2 separate regions of the Delphinus delphis genome follow, and region 1 is linked to region 2. A link is a contact called in public Hi-C data. All regions are on one chromosome and are shown on one strand. Each heading gives the region's core, a stretch centred on a gene start, on an enhancer-like site or on the middle of the called end of the contact. The rest is flanking DNA. Distances are from core to core; before and after follow the strand shown. Region 1 holds the start of AGO2 (argonaute RISC catalytic component 2). Region 2 holds the start of TRAPPC9 (trafficking protein particle complex subunit 9).

What was found. A called contact is a pair of places that touch in the nucleus more often than the background predicts.
Region 1: a contact with region 2 is called in a Hi-C map of lung, with 5 times the contacts expected there. The contact joins the promoter of AGO2 here to the promoter of TRAPPC9 in region 2. A contact is called at or near these places in 2 of 3 Hi-C or Micro-C datasets (lung and muscle).

The regions. Positions count from the first base shown.
Region 1 is chr17:77,598,603-77,604,798 of mDelDel1.2, reverse strand. AGO2 (argonaute RISC catalytic component 2) reads left to right here and starts at 3,647. Exons shown (of 19, transcript XM_059995239.1): 1 at 3,647-3,774. The coding sequence starts at 3,753.
Region 2 is chr17:77,445,634-77,451,852 of mDelDel1.2, reverse strand. TRAPPC9 (trafficking protein particle complex subunit 9) reads left to right here and starts at 3,356. Exons shown (of 22, transcript XM_069539993.1): 1 at 3,356-3,476.

The sequences.
Region 1 (6,196 bases), core at 2,398-4,897, 150 kb before region 2:
TGTGCACAGTGGTGTCAACACCTCCAGGGTGGTGCAAGGAGGTGGCCCTGGTTGCTTGCATCTTCAGGATTCTCCACTTAGCCTCTGTTGGGTGCACAAATGACAAAGTTATTTATGTATTCAAACTAAGTGGTTTGCATTTATGTTGGGTTCAGTGTGAAGAAGTTGCTTAGGAGTGTCGTTTGTTCCTGATATGAGAGAACGTATCAGGAACATATGGGCTTTTGTCAACTCACAACCATGCTCTTGAGTTTTTAATTCAGGAAAACAGCCAATATTTTTATTCAGAGAATCTTAGAGCTGGAAGGCATCATGGAAGAGCTCTACCGCAGTGTTTCCCAAAGTGTGCTCCACGGAACCTGGAGATACCCTGTGATAAAAGGGTTCTGTGGTCAAGTGGGCTGGGACACAACCAGTCTGTTTCCCTCCTTCCTCTTTGTAGAATCACAACTCTTTTTTTTTTTTTTTTTAATTTTTTGGCTGCCCACGCAGGTATGGAACCTGAGCCCCCTGCAGTGGAAGCACAGAGTCCTAACCACGGGACCACCAGGGAAGTCACTAGCATCATAACTGTTAATACTGTGTTAAAGGTTCTGAGAAGGTCTGCAGCCAAAAACTGTTCACTGTCGTTTAACTCAATGCTTCCCAGCTTATTTGACCTCCTAACCCCTCGTTTATCACATGCAGAACATGTTTTTGGAAACTGTTTTATTTCAGTGCCCACATTTTAGTCTTGAAGAGACAAAGGGCCCCCAACATTGAGCGCTGTGTGTTTTCCCGAGTGTCCTTTGCCTTTCCTGCAGGGTTACTGCTCTGGATCCGGTGCGCCCGACATGCAAACCTGTGGGGTCCCTGGCTGTGCTTACAGCCCTGCGGGCTTAGCAGAGCAGAGGGACCTGTATGGGATCCAAATACAGAGCAATGAATTGTATCCGAGAGAAAGACTGGGCCCCAGAAGACCCAGCAGTCCTCCCCATGTGGTCAACACCCAAGTGTTGGATGAAGGCCTGGAGAAGCAGAGCAGTGAAGGGCTGGAGAAGGTTCTAGAGGCATTTCCCAGAGAACTGAGTGGACTGGATTAAGTGGGTTAAGTGAACTCACTCCTTGGGGAAGAGGCACAGGGCAGAGGGGCCTGGGCTTTTCTTCGGTGGATGGTGAATGTGGGCAGTGCTTGGGACACCGGTGAAAGAGCGGGTTGGGAGGAGGGGAGAGGAGACGTACGTGGCTTGACGTGGAGGGCCTGGAGCTCGTGGGGGACAAGGCGGGGCGCGCAGAAAGGGGGCGGGATTCCTCGACACTAGCGGTGGAGGGTGATGCCTGGGAGACGCGGGCGAAGGAGGATCCCTGGTGAGGGAGGGCGGGGAGGCGGGGCTTAGGCTAGAGCTGTCTCTGCAGAGAAGCAACGCAAGGAAGCGCTGGGTAGACAGTATCTGGCCAGACTTGCAAAGGAGCCCTTGCAACAAAGTTACCCAACGCGAGCATCAAAGAAGCAGAAGGCGATCTGAAGGGAGGCGGCAATTAGAGCGCCTTCAGGGCGCTCTCTGAGGCTCGAGATTACAGGAGCACGCAGCAGAGCCGTGAGGCCTCCGAGTGATTCAGTGATTTGGGGCGGAAAATAGCGCGGTGGCTGTGTGAGGGGGGGGGCCGGGCGGACGCAGAGCAGCCGTCGGGCGTGGAGGGTCCTAAACAGAGGGATACCATTTATGATTATGATTTTAAAATGTCTTTATGGTGAAATGTAGCAAAGGTACAGAAAAGTATATTTTTAAAAAATGTGCAGCTTAAGAGACTTGCAGAAGGAACAGCTCTGTCATGGGAAGGAGGCTCGTGCCCCAAAACCCCAGGCCTCTCCGTGGTCACACAGCACCCCTATACCCAGCAGTACCCACCCACCATTCTGACTGTTAGGTAGCCACCTTTTTTCCTCTTCAGCTTTTTACTACTAAATGATGTCTCCCTAAAAAATGTAGTTCAGTTTTGCCTGTTTTAGAAATTTTATACATGGACTCATGCAGTATGGCTTCCGGCTTCTTTCACTCAACCTTGTAGAGATTCCACGTTGTTGTACTTTGATGAAGGGTGTTCCTTTTCATCGCTAGATTCCACTTTATGGGTATATGTGGCTCTCACCACCTATTCTAAGACTGATGGACATCTGGGTGGTACCCAGTCCCACCCTGGTGTGCCTTCTTCCCGGACTTCCTGGGTTCCTAAACACACATTACGGCTGAGTAGCAGCCTAGGATCAAGTGCGGATTTGTGTTCCCACAGCATGAGTGTAAGGTGGAGAGGTGGTCCAGCCCCCGGTGAGGGTGGAGGTGGGGGGCAGAGAATTGGAGAGGGATGGATGGGCGTCTCTGAGGCTGATGCCATGAGACCAACTCCTGTTCATATCAGTGACTTGGTGAAGATCGAAGTCCTTTTAAGCTTCTCTCTGGAGGACAGGCTGGTTCTCCTGCATTTATTTAAAAATGTCCTTGAGGACTGCAGAGACTAGAAATAAACCTATTGGATGCTTGCAAGCAAGACTCCCGTTCATCCTCCTGCCATCCTAGGCCGGAGGAACACAGAGTTACTCGCACCCAGTGTGCAGATAAATACCTGCTTATAGGACGAAGGGATGAGCAGGCGAATATGTTTAAAGGACAATGAGCGATTTCGGATTGTATTTCACCTTCTGGTTGCTAATCGCCCACCAATTAGGGGAGAAAGGAGTTGGCCTCTGGCTCGCCTCCCTGGAAAAGGCTCCAGAAAACAGCTGGATCCCAGGGGACTTGATCCATGGAGGAGGATTGGGGCTGGAGGGAGACGTTTCCGCACAAGTGGGGCAAATAGCGAGAGTCACGGAGCGGCATGAGGGGGTTGGATAAGGACCCAACGTCAAGAAACTGGGGAGGCCCCGAGGACTGGAATGGGGCGTGTTATTTTGATCTGATCACTGACAGCAGCTAAAATTGACCAAAAACTAAAGTTCTTTAGGTGGATTATCTGGGTTCTCGGCCGGGAGGTGGCGGTGTGGTAGTGAGCGAGGACCGGGGCGCGTTCAAGTTCAAGCTCCGGGTCGGGAGGAACCTTCGCGACATTCCTGTTTCGTTAATAACTTAAAAAAGCCTGGCGGAGATGCCGGGGCGCCAGGACGCGACACGACCACGTCAACACGGTGCCCAAGTTCACCCGGTCCGGCGGGGGCTAAGGGTGGGGAAGGGTCCGGCCCTCGAGCAGCCAGAACGGGCTCGGCGGCGGGGAAACAAGGGGTGTGTTTTCTTTTCTTTCTTCCCGGCCTCCGGTGGCAGCGCCGCGCGGCCCGCTCCGCCCAGTCGGAGGAGACGTCGCTCTTCTGAGTGGCTGCGAGGGCCGCCCCCAAGGCCCCCCCAACCCCGCGCCCGCACCCGCGCCCCGATCCCCTGCCCGCCCCCCCACCCACCCCGCCGCCGCCGCCGCCGCCGCCGCCGCCGCCGCCGCCGCGCGGACCCGCCCCGCCTCCCCTCCCCCGGCCCCTCCCTCCTCCCCCGCCCTCCTCCCGGCCTCCCTCCCCCCTCCCCCGCCCGCTCTCCCTCGCCCCTCCCCCGCCCGCCCGCCCGCCCGCCAGCCCGCCGCCTCCGCCCGCCGCCCCGGCCGCGTCGGGTAAACCTGTTTGGCGGCCGCGCCGGGGCGGATCGTGCGGCCGGCGGCTCCCTCGCGGCTCGCGGCGTCGGGGCCCGTGGCGCGCGCGCGGCCGCCCCTCGGCCCCGGAGCCCCTCGGCGGCACCACCATGTACTCGGGAGCCGGCCCCGGTGAGTCCTCGCGCTCGGGGCGCCGGCCCGGCCGCTCGCGCGCTCCTCCCCGCGGCGCCGGCGGCGGTTGGCGGGCTGGGCGCGAGCGCGGCGCGGGCAGCGGGCGGGCGCCGGGGGATCGGGGCTGGCGGGCCGGGAGGCCGGGGATCGGGGCCGCCGGCCGTTTCCTCGGCCCCGCGGCGGACACGCAGCCCTGGCCTCCTCGGGCCCGAGTCATCGGGGCGCCCCGCGCGGCCTGGGCCCTCCCCGCGCTGCGTTCCCGCCGCGGTCCGGTGGGCTGGGACCGGGCCGGAGCGGGAACTGGGCCGGGCGGCCCGCGTGTAGGCCCGAGGCCCGGGCGCCCGCCTGGCCCGGCCTCCTGCGCCAGGCGCCTGGGCCCTTGCGCCGCGCGGGGCTGGCGGGGCCGACGGGGCTGGCGGGGCCGGTGGCCGAGGCCCGGGTCGGGCTCTAAGCGCCAGAGGGCGTTGAGGCCCGGGCCGGGGGCGCCGAGCTCGGGGCGCGGGCGGCACGGGGAGGAGCGCTGCTGCTCGGCGCAGATCGAGCCGCGGCGAGCCTGGAGCGCTCTCAGTTTCGTTTTTCTTTTTGCCAGTACTTCTGCGGCCCCTTCTCTGAAGGAAAGTCTGGAAATGCTGAATTTTGGCCAATTCGTGCTGGTAGTTAGGGCCGTAGACTGAGAGGGATAGGAAGCGGCACCCTAAAACTGCGTGCGTCTCATTTTCATTCCAGACACACCGGCTCCTTATTCAAGTACTAATTTGCCTTTTGCAGTTTACTAGAGGAAGGTAAGGAGATGTGCTGATTTCCTTAGCATCCCTTCTTACTAGTCAGCCTCTCTTTCTTTAGAAAAGTTCTAAAAAACTTAAAGCAGTAACACGTTTTTTTTTTAACTTTTTTTTTTTTTGATGTAGAGTGGAAGGGCGATTAACTTGCTGGGCCAAGAAAATGGTGAAGTGTTGTGAAGCTCTCTCCGTTTCCCGCCAGGCACGTGGCTCCTAAATTTCCCGCTGGCCCTGCCACTTGGACAGGGCATTTCCCGTCCCCTTTGTCCACCAGGTTCCAGCGGGCTGCAGGCCCTGCCGGCTCGGCATACTGTTGCCTTCTCCCAGGGGCCCTAAGCCCTCCCTGGCCTCCTGCTGATGGGGCCCTGGCCCGACCTGTTCCGGGCTCTCCTGATCCATTTGGGTCCTTGACGTTTTCCCCCACTGCTGTGTCTGTTCACAAACAGCTCTCTGCCTTGTGAATACTTTTTTTTGATGTCACTTAGTTAGAAAGGTTCTCCAAGGCTGAGCCTGACCAACTTTTAAATCCTTACGGGCCCTCAGCAGTTTGATGGAAGAATGGTTTTAGGCGTAATGGTTTTAACCGTAATCTGGAAGGTGACTCAGCCCCGGTGGGGAAGGGCCGGGGGCTCTGTAGTCAGGGTCCTGGGAGCAGACTTGGCTCCGGGAAGCCCCGGATGGGCAGCGCCCACCCGTGACATGGCAGGGTCGGCCCTCACCTCCGTGAGTGAGAATCTCCCCGCTGATTCCTGTAGAGGAGCCCAGCAAGTGTTAGCCACTACACTCTACATTTTTTTCACATTTTCAGTTTAAAAGTTGAAGGCCCAGAAAAAGCGAAGAACCTTGAGGAAGGTCAAACCTTTGTGTTGTGTCTGACGTTAACTAATCCATCGGACAGCTTGCTAAGTTGGTGGTGGTCATTTTGAAGATGGACAACAGAGGCTCAGAGAGGTTAAGAGCCTTGCGAAGGTCATATGGCCAGCGAGCATTAGGACGATCTGTCTGATCTCCGCTGACTCTCCATACATTCTCCTTAAAGAAGTGGCTCTCAGTCCTTTTGACCTTGACCCCCAATAAGAAACACCTGTTACATGTAGACTGGACCCATGTCCTCGCGTGTTTGGGTGTAATTGAAACTCGAGCTCAGGAAGCACAGCTAACTCATGCTGTGTGCTCTGCACTGGGATATTTTCTGGTCTATTTCATTTTCAAGAAAGCTTTAGTTCTCTGGATCTCCAGGCTCATTTCAGGTCCTTAACGGCTCTTGGAAAAATCATGCTCTGATGTGGGCCTCTGCATTGTGGCCTGGTGGGGAGAGGGCCCCTTGTTCTCGGTTCACAGATAAACCTGCCCTGAAATCGGACAGCTTTGGTTGAAAAAATAAATGGGTAGTTCTTAACCAATGGCAGGATGGGAATGAAACCAAATTTCAGGCTGTGCACGCGTGCTGTCATTATAAGGCGTTTAATTTTGTGGTGCTGTTTAATTTTATTCTACACACTAAGGTTTTTAATTTTTAAGAGGAATTTTTGGAATAGAGTCTCTTCAATGAAACTCTTTTTAATGTATTTCCTAATTTAGAATAATAAAAAGACATTTGATCTGGATTGTAGAAAAAATTACAAATAGTTTTGCTACTTCCA
Region 2 (6,219 bases), core at 2,107-4,606:
TATTCCACTACAGTGGCGCAAGGGCTTAGTTGCTCCGTGGCATGTGGGATCTTCCCGGACCAGGGCTTGAACCCATGTCCCCTGCATCGGCAGGCGTAATCTTAACCACTGCACTACTAGGGAAGCCCTCTTTTTGAATTATAGTTTTGTCTGGATATATGCTCAGGAGTGGGATTGCTAGATCATATGGTAATTCTATTTTTAGTTTTCTGAGGAACCCTCATACTGTTTTCCACAGTGGCTATACCATCTTACATTCCCACCAATGTAGGAGGGTTCTCAAGGCTGGCTAATTCTAAGGTGAAGGATTTAGTAAACCTAAACCAAACTTTTGGCTCCAGATCTAAAGCACCCTCTTCAACTGACGTATTGTTAATAAAATTGACTTGTAAATATCCATTGTCTGATTCTTTTGTCTTATTTCTCAATTGCTCCACACTCAGGAAGAGAAAAAAGGAGCGTTACTGCTTAGTCCCCTCCATTAGAACAACCTACCTTATAGGGCCATTGTGAGATTATATGAGAAATTTGTACCAAGCACATTGTACTTTACCTGCTGGGTAAATGGTAGCTACCAGGATTTTGTTATTTTGAGGGAATAGATGTGAAAGCCCTGCTCAAGTGGCTGGCTCTTCATGGTGATAAATAAGCAAATCTGTTCCCTATTGGCTTGGGCACTAGAAAGACCGGGTGAGACATGGCCCTATGGAGAAGTATCCAAGTGGACTGCATGGTGGAAGAGAGCCCTACAACATGGAAAGGAGTAAGGAAACCTTTATAATACTGTTGGTGGATCAGAAATCCTAAGAGGTGATGGGCTTTTCCCAAAGTGGGGTGATCATATGACCCAACCAGAACACTTTTAGCCAGGACAACAGGCATAAACTGGGATTGTCCGAGGCAAATCAGGATATATGATCACCCTATCCCAAGGCCATACAAGTAGCACTTGAAAGAATTGAAACGGAACTTAGATCTATCCCACTGTCCTCAAAGTGGTTTCTCATACTTGCTTTTATTAATCCTGAGAGTGACCTTATGAAGTGATTATTCCCATTTTATGTGTGAAGATATTTAAGTTATATAGTTAGTGAGTAATGGAGTTTATGCTCTGACCTGCACTTTTGACTGGTTTCAGCGGTAATTCTCAACCCCACCAAGCCTCTTTGGGCATTGGTCTTCATCTTTGAGATTGCATGCATAATTGGATGTTTCAGGGAAGTAGATTTGCCTTATGAGAGAACTTTCTAACAGGGCTCTGTATCATTGTATGAAACTTTCCACCTCTGTTAGGATTTTTTATGGAGGGGTTCTGGTGTGGGTGTGAGGTTGGACTTGATGATTTTAGATGTTCCTTCCAATCCAACTTTAAGTGTCTAAAACTCCTTGAGAGCAGGTTTGGTATATTCGTTGAATTCTCAGCATTCAGAGGAGATGCTCAGGAAACGTTAAAACTATGTAAGCAACATAAATCCAGAAGCAAGATATACCTGGGACAAGTCTGGACACCTCCCTCTGATGGCTGGGGGGCTGTGGCTAGCCTTTACATTCTCTGAGCCTCAGTTTTCTCATTGGTCAGAATGCAGAGTAGTCTCCTCCCTCCCTCCCCCACAGATTTGCTGGGACAATAAAATAAATTAATGTGAGTACATGGTAAACAGAAACATTGTACAAAAATAACAATGTTTCCTTTTGCCAGCTTTCAATCTTGCTTTCCAAATTGCTTCTCTTATCCATTTATAGAGAGAATGAGAACAAAGACGGACTATGGAAAGAGCGCAGGCGACACAGTCAGACAGCCTGGGATTTGAATCCTAAATAGCACCAGCCACTTGTGTGCCAAGTGGAGTGTTTTTCTGGACCTCAGCGCTAAGAATAGCTACCTTGTATCGATCTTATGAAGACATCGTGTGCTAAACAGGGAGCTCTATTCCTGGCACTTAGACCTCCATAAAGGGTGGCCTCTTTTAATGTCTGTTTTCTGTGTTCCGTAATTGTCAACCTGTACTCTCAGCGCCATGGAGAAGCCACCTTGGGCGGCTTTTTGTAGGGTCCTGGAAGCGTTCTCTCTTAGCCTCTGGGCACTTGTGTTGAAAATCCTTCCTGGCTGTCTTGTGTGCTGGAAATCCGTTCCACCTGTTTTGCCCTGAAGATGTGTTCTGTTTGTAATTCATTCCTACTCTTTGGAAAACAATTCAATAAAAACTAATTTGCTTTTCCACTGGCCCAGGGCAGGTATGAGGGATAGCGTATTATTATTTTATAAAAAATATATAAATAGTAAAGTCATAAAACACCACTGGTCACAGAGCAGAGAGTCAATAAATGCTGGAGTAAAGTAAAAGTGATGGCTCAGTTTTTTCCATGGCTGCTGTATTGGCCGAACTATTCCTGTCCACCATTACACTTTTTTTTTCTTATTTAGAGAGAAATAACATGAATATGGTAAAAAAATTAAAACAGAACACAAAAATACACAAGGGAAAGAAGGTCTCCCTCATCCTCTGTTCTCTCAACCCTCTCTGGAGATGCCACTGTTGACAATTACTTGTGTATTTTTCAAACATGCTATGCACATTCCAACCTATGTATGTGAATTCCTTTTTAAGTTTTACTTCTTTATTTTTAACCTGGATAACCCCTTCTGCCCCTACCTAGCAAGGTGGGCTCTGGAACTAAGGACAGCTGTCCCACACCAGGGGGCCTATTCGGAGCCCTAGACGGGACCCCCAGAGTCAGGAGTGGGTTTCCAAGGAGGAATGGGGACCAAGCACCAGCCCTCGGGCAGTCTGCTTGGGGCTCAGGCTCTGACCTTCTACTTCCCGGCCCCGCCCAGCCCCTGTGGCCTTGCACATAAGGCATGCCCTGGAGACAGGCGGCCTCAGTTTCTCAGCCTGTAAAAGGGGAACTTATACTCTCCCCAAGGTAGTTCAGAGCACTGGCGACAACGCCTGCGGCTGCGCGACACGAAGCCCGGCTCGGCGCGAGGGCAAGGAGTGTGATCCCGTAGTGGTTTTGCAAAGGCCTGGGCTGGAGGGCTGCACCACGGAGGTGAAATTTGAGCTGCGCGCCTTGAGGGCTTGGAAAGGCGCGCGGAGGCAGGAGTGGCATCTCCTTCGGGGTGCGCGGCCCCAGGAGCCAAAGCTTTTCTTTCCTTCTCAGCGGCTCTCCTTCCCCTTTTCTCCCTCTGGGTCCCTCCGTCTCCTTCCTCCTCCCTGTCCCTCCCTGCGACCATCTAGCTCCCTCCACTTTTCATCACTCCTCTCTTCCCCCTCCTCCTTCCCTCGCTTCCCCGGCGTCTCTTCCAAAACCGGGAGCGGATCCCCGGCCCGGGACGGGCCCTGCGCATGCGCAGGGGCGGTGCCGGCTCAGCCGCTTGTCGGAAGCTCCCGCTCTGAGCCGGGGTAGCGTCCGAAGAGGCTACTCGGCCCTGCCGCCCGCCAGGCCGTTGGCTCCGGGCCCGGGGGTCCGGCTGTGTAAGTGCAAGGTGGGGGGCTCCCGGGCAGGCAGGGTGTCGGGTCGGCTGCGGGAGGGCTGTCCGTGTGTCACGGCGCTCAAGGGCGCCAGCCAGCGTGTGTCCCGCCGAGGGGCTCGCCTCTGCCCACACCTGCTCGGGCCACTTGCCCCAGCCCCGTTACCCTGACCGGAGCCCGGCCACACCTGTCCACGGCCGCGTCCGCACCTGCCGAGGGCCCGGCCCGCACCTGCCGCCTCTCGGGCCCGGCCCTGGCTCTCCTTAGCTCTCGGCTGTCGTCCCCTTCCCCTCTTCCGCCCGCGGGCCCCCTCCGCCCGGCCTCCCTCTGCTCGGCCCTTTGACCCCGGGCCAGCGGGTCTCGGGACCCGGCTGGGGCCGGCCTCCGGGCGGCGCTGCAGCCCGCGCCCCCGGCCGCCTTCCCCACCCCGCGGTCCCGGGAGGCCCTCTTCTCCTTTTTCCTTCTCCTCCTCCTCTTTTGGTTTCAAAGTGTCTCAGATCCCGCTCGGCGGCGGCAGGCGCTGATTCCCGGGGATGAGCTCCTCGAATTGCAAAGTCCGGCTTCTCCCGGCCAAGTCTCGGGAAGAGAGAGCACAGTGCCTGCCTTGGTCTCCTCCCCCGGCTCATTTGCCCCACGTGAATGCCCTTTAACACGGAGTTTTCTGGTGTTCGGATGGGGTTCTTATGGATTTCACGTGTTTTTATAGAGAGAGGGATTACAGTGTTGAAAGCAGGGCTCGGTTTAGTTAAAGATGAGTTGAGGGTATGAGGCTGTGACATCCTCCATCCTCTCCCCGCCCCAGTTTAAACGCGACTGGCGATTTTTAAAACGTAGTTAATTGTCGTTTCCTAGTCCAGCCCAGATAGTATTCCTTAACACGAAATAGCAGCACTAGAGGCATGATATTGGAGAACCAGGAATATTGCAGTCCTAAAGATGTCCTGGCAAGGTTTTTTGTTTTGTTTTTCTTAAACTGTGGGACAGTCCAATAGTATAGAGGGAAAAATAGTTGTCAAGAAATATTTTATCAAATAACAGCGTTATTGAGATAATGTTCACATACGATGAAGTCCACCCGTTTAAATTGTACATTTCAGTGGTTTTTAGTATATTCACAGTTGTGCAACCATTATTATTCCAGAACATTTTCCTCACTTCAAAAAGAAATTCCATACCCGTTGGCAGTCTCCCCTCCTGCAGCCCGGGGAGCCACAGATCTACTTTCTGTCTCTAAGGAGTTGCATATTTGGGGCATTTCATGTAAATGGAATCATACAGTATGTGGCCTTTTGTGCCTGGCTTCTTTCACTTAGCATAACGTTTTCAAGGTCCACCCATGTTGTAGTAGGGTCAGTACTTTGTTCCTTTTTATGGCTAAGTAATATTCTATTGTTATGGCTAGATCACGTTTTGTTTATGCATTTATCAGGTGATGGACACTTGCGTTGTTTCCACTTTTTGGCTCTTAGGAATAATACTGCTATGAATGTTCGCATACTAGTTTTTGTGTGGACACGTATTTTCAAATCTCTTTGGTATATACCTAGGAGTAGAATGGCTGTTTATATGGTAACTCTATGTTTAACTTTTTGAGGAACTACCAAGTTGAAGAAATATATTCTTGATGTTTTAATCTTTGTATTAGATTAGTCTCAGACACCAGAGGTGGCTCAGTGCCAGGGCTTATTTCATCAGATTCTTTCTCCCTTGAAGAAAGTAGTGGAAAAGCATGGACTCTGGAACCTGGCTCCAGTTTACCCCTTACAGATTAGGAGACCTTGAGCAGCTGACTGAGCCTGGTTCCTCATCTGTAAGGTTGAAAATGGGAATGCTTGTTTCTTAGGATTGTTGTGAAGTCTAACTATGATAAGTTGTAAAGTGCCCAGTGCAGCCCTTTTCCTACCTTATATATGAGACAAATTGCCCCCCGTGGTACTTGCATATTTTGAATCTGGGGCAAAAGTGAACAAGAAGTTTGCTAATACTGAGCTGCCTCAGGGAAAAACCCTTGCCTGAGGTTGTAAGGTTTACTGAGCTGTGGCATGGAGTTGATTGTTGGTCTGCTTTTCAGGGCCTAGTTGGAACTGGAAGGGACCCAGAGGGGTCTTTTAGTCCAGGGTGACTTCATTGTTTAGATTTCATAGATTGGTAAGTGCTAAAAAGCTGGAGGGCCAATCATAGGCTTGTCAATTTTTATTTTTGCCCAGATAGAATAATGGAAGAACAAGCGCCGTCTCCCCCGCCCCGCCATTGTTTTATAAAAGCAAGAATGTTTGGGAATTCCCTGGCAGTCCAGTGGTTAGGACTCTGTGCTTTCACTGCGGTGGCCCGGGTTCGGTCCCTGGTCAGGGAACTAAGATCCTACAAGCCGTGGGGCGCAGTCAATTAAAAAAAAAAAAAAAAAAGACTTTTAACAGCAAAAGACGAGACAGTTCATAACCTAAAAATAAATGATAACAATAGTAGTTAATATTTATAAAGCACTTACTAAACTTACTTTAGTTTTATGGGAAGCTTAATATACATTGTTCATATTTTTCTCATTTTACTTCAGAGTAGAGAAATTGAACACCTCCTGTCCTCAACCTGTGTCAGACCCACAGGCCACCTGTGCACCTGTAACACACTTGCCTTTTTTGTGCATCAACTTTTTTGCTTATAGAAGAGGGGTGTTGGCAGGGGCAGTAGCATAATCTCCTGATAGATGAGAAGGGTGGGGGCCAGGCCCTGAAACTAGCCAACCTGC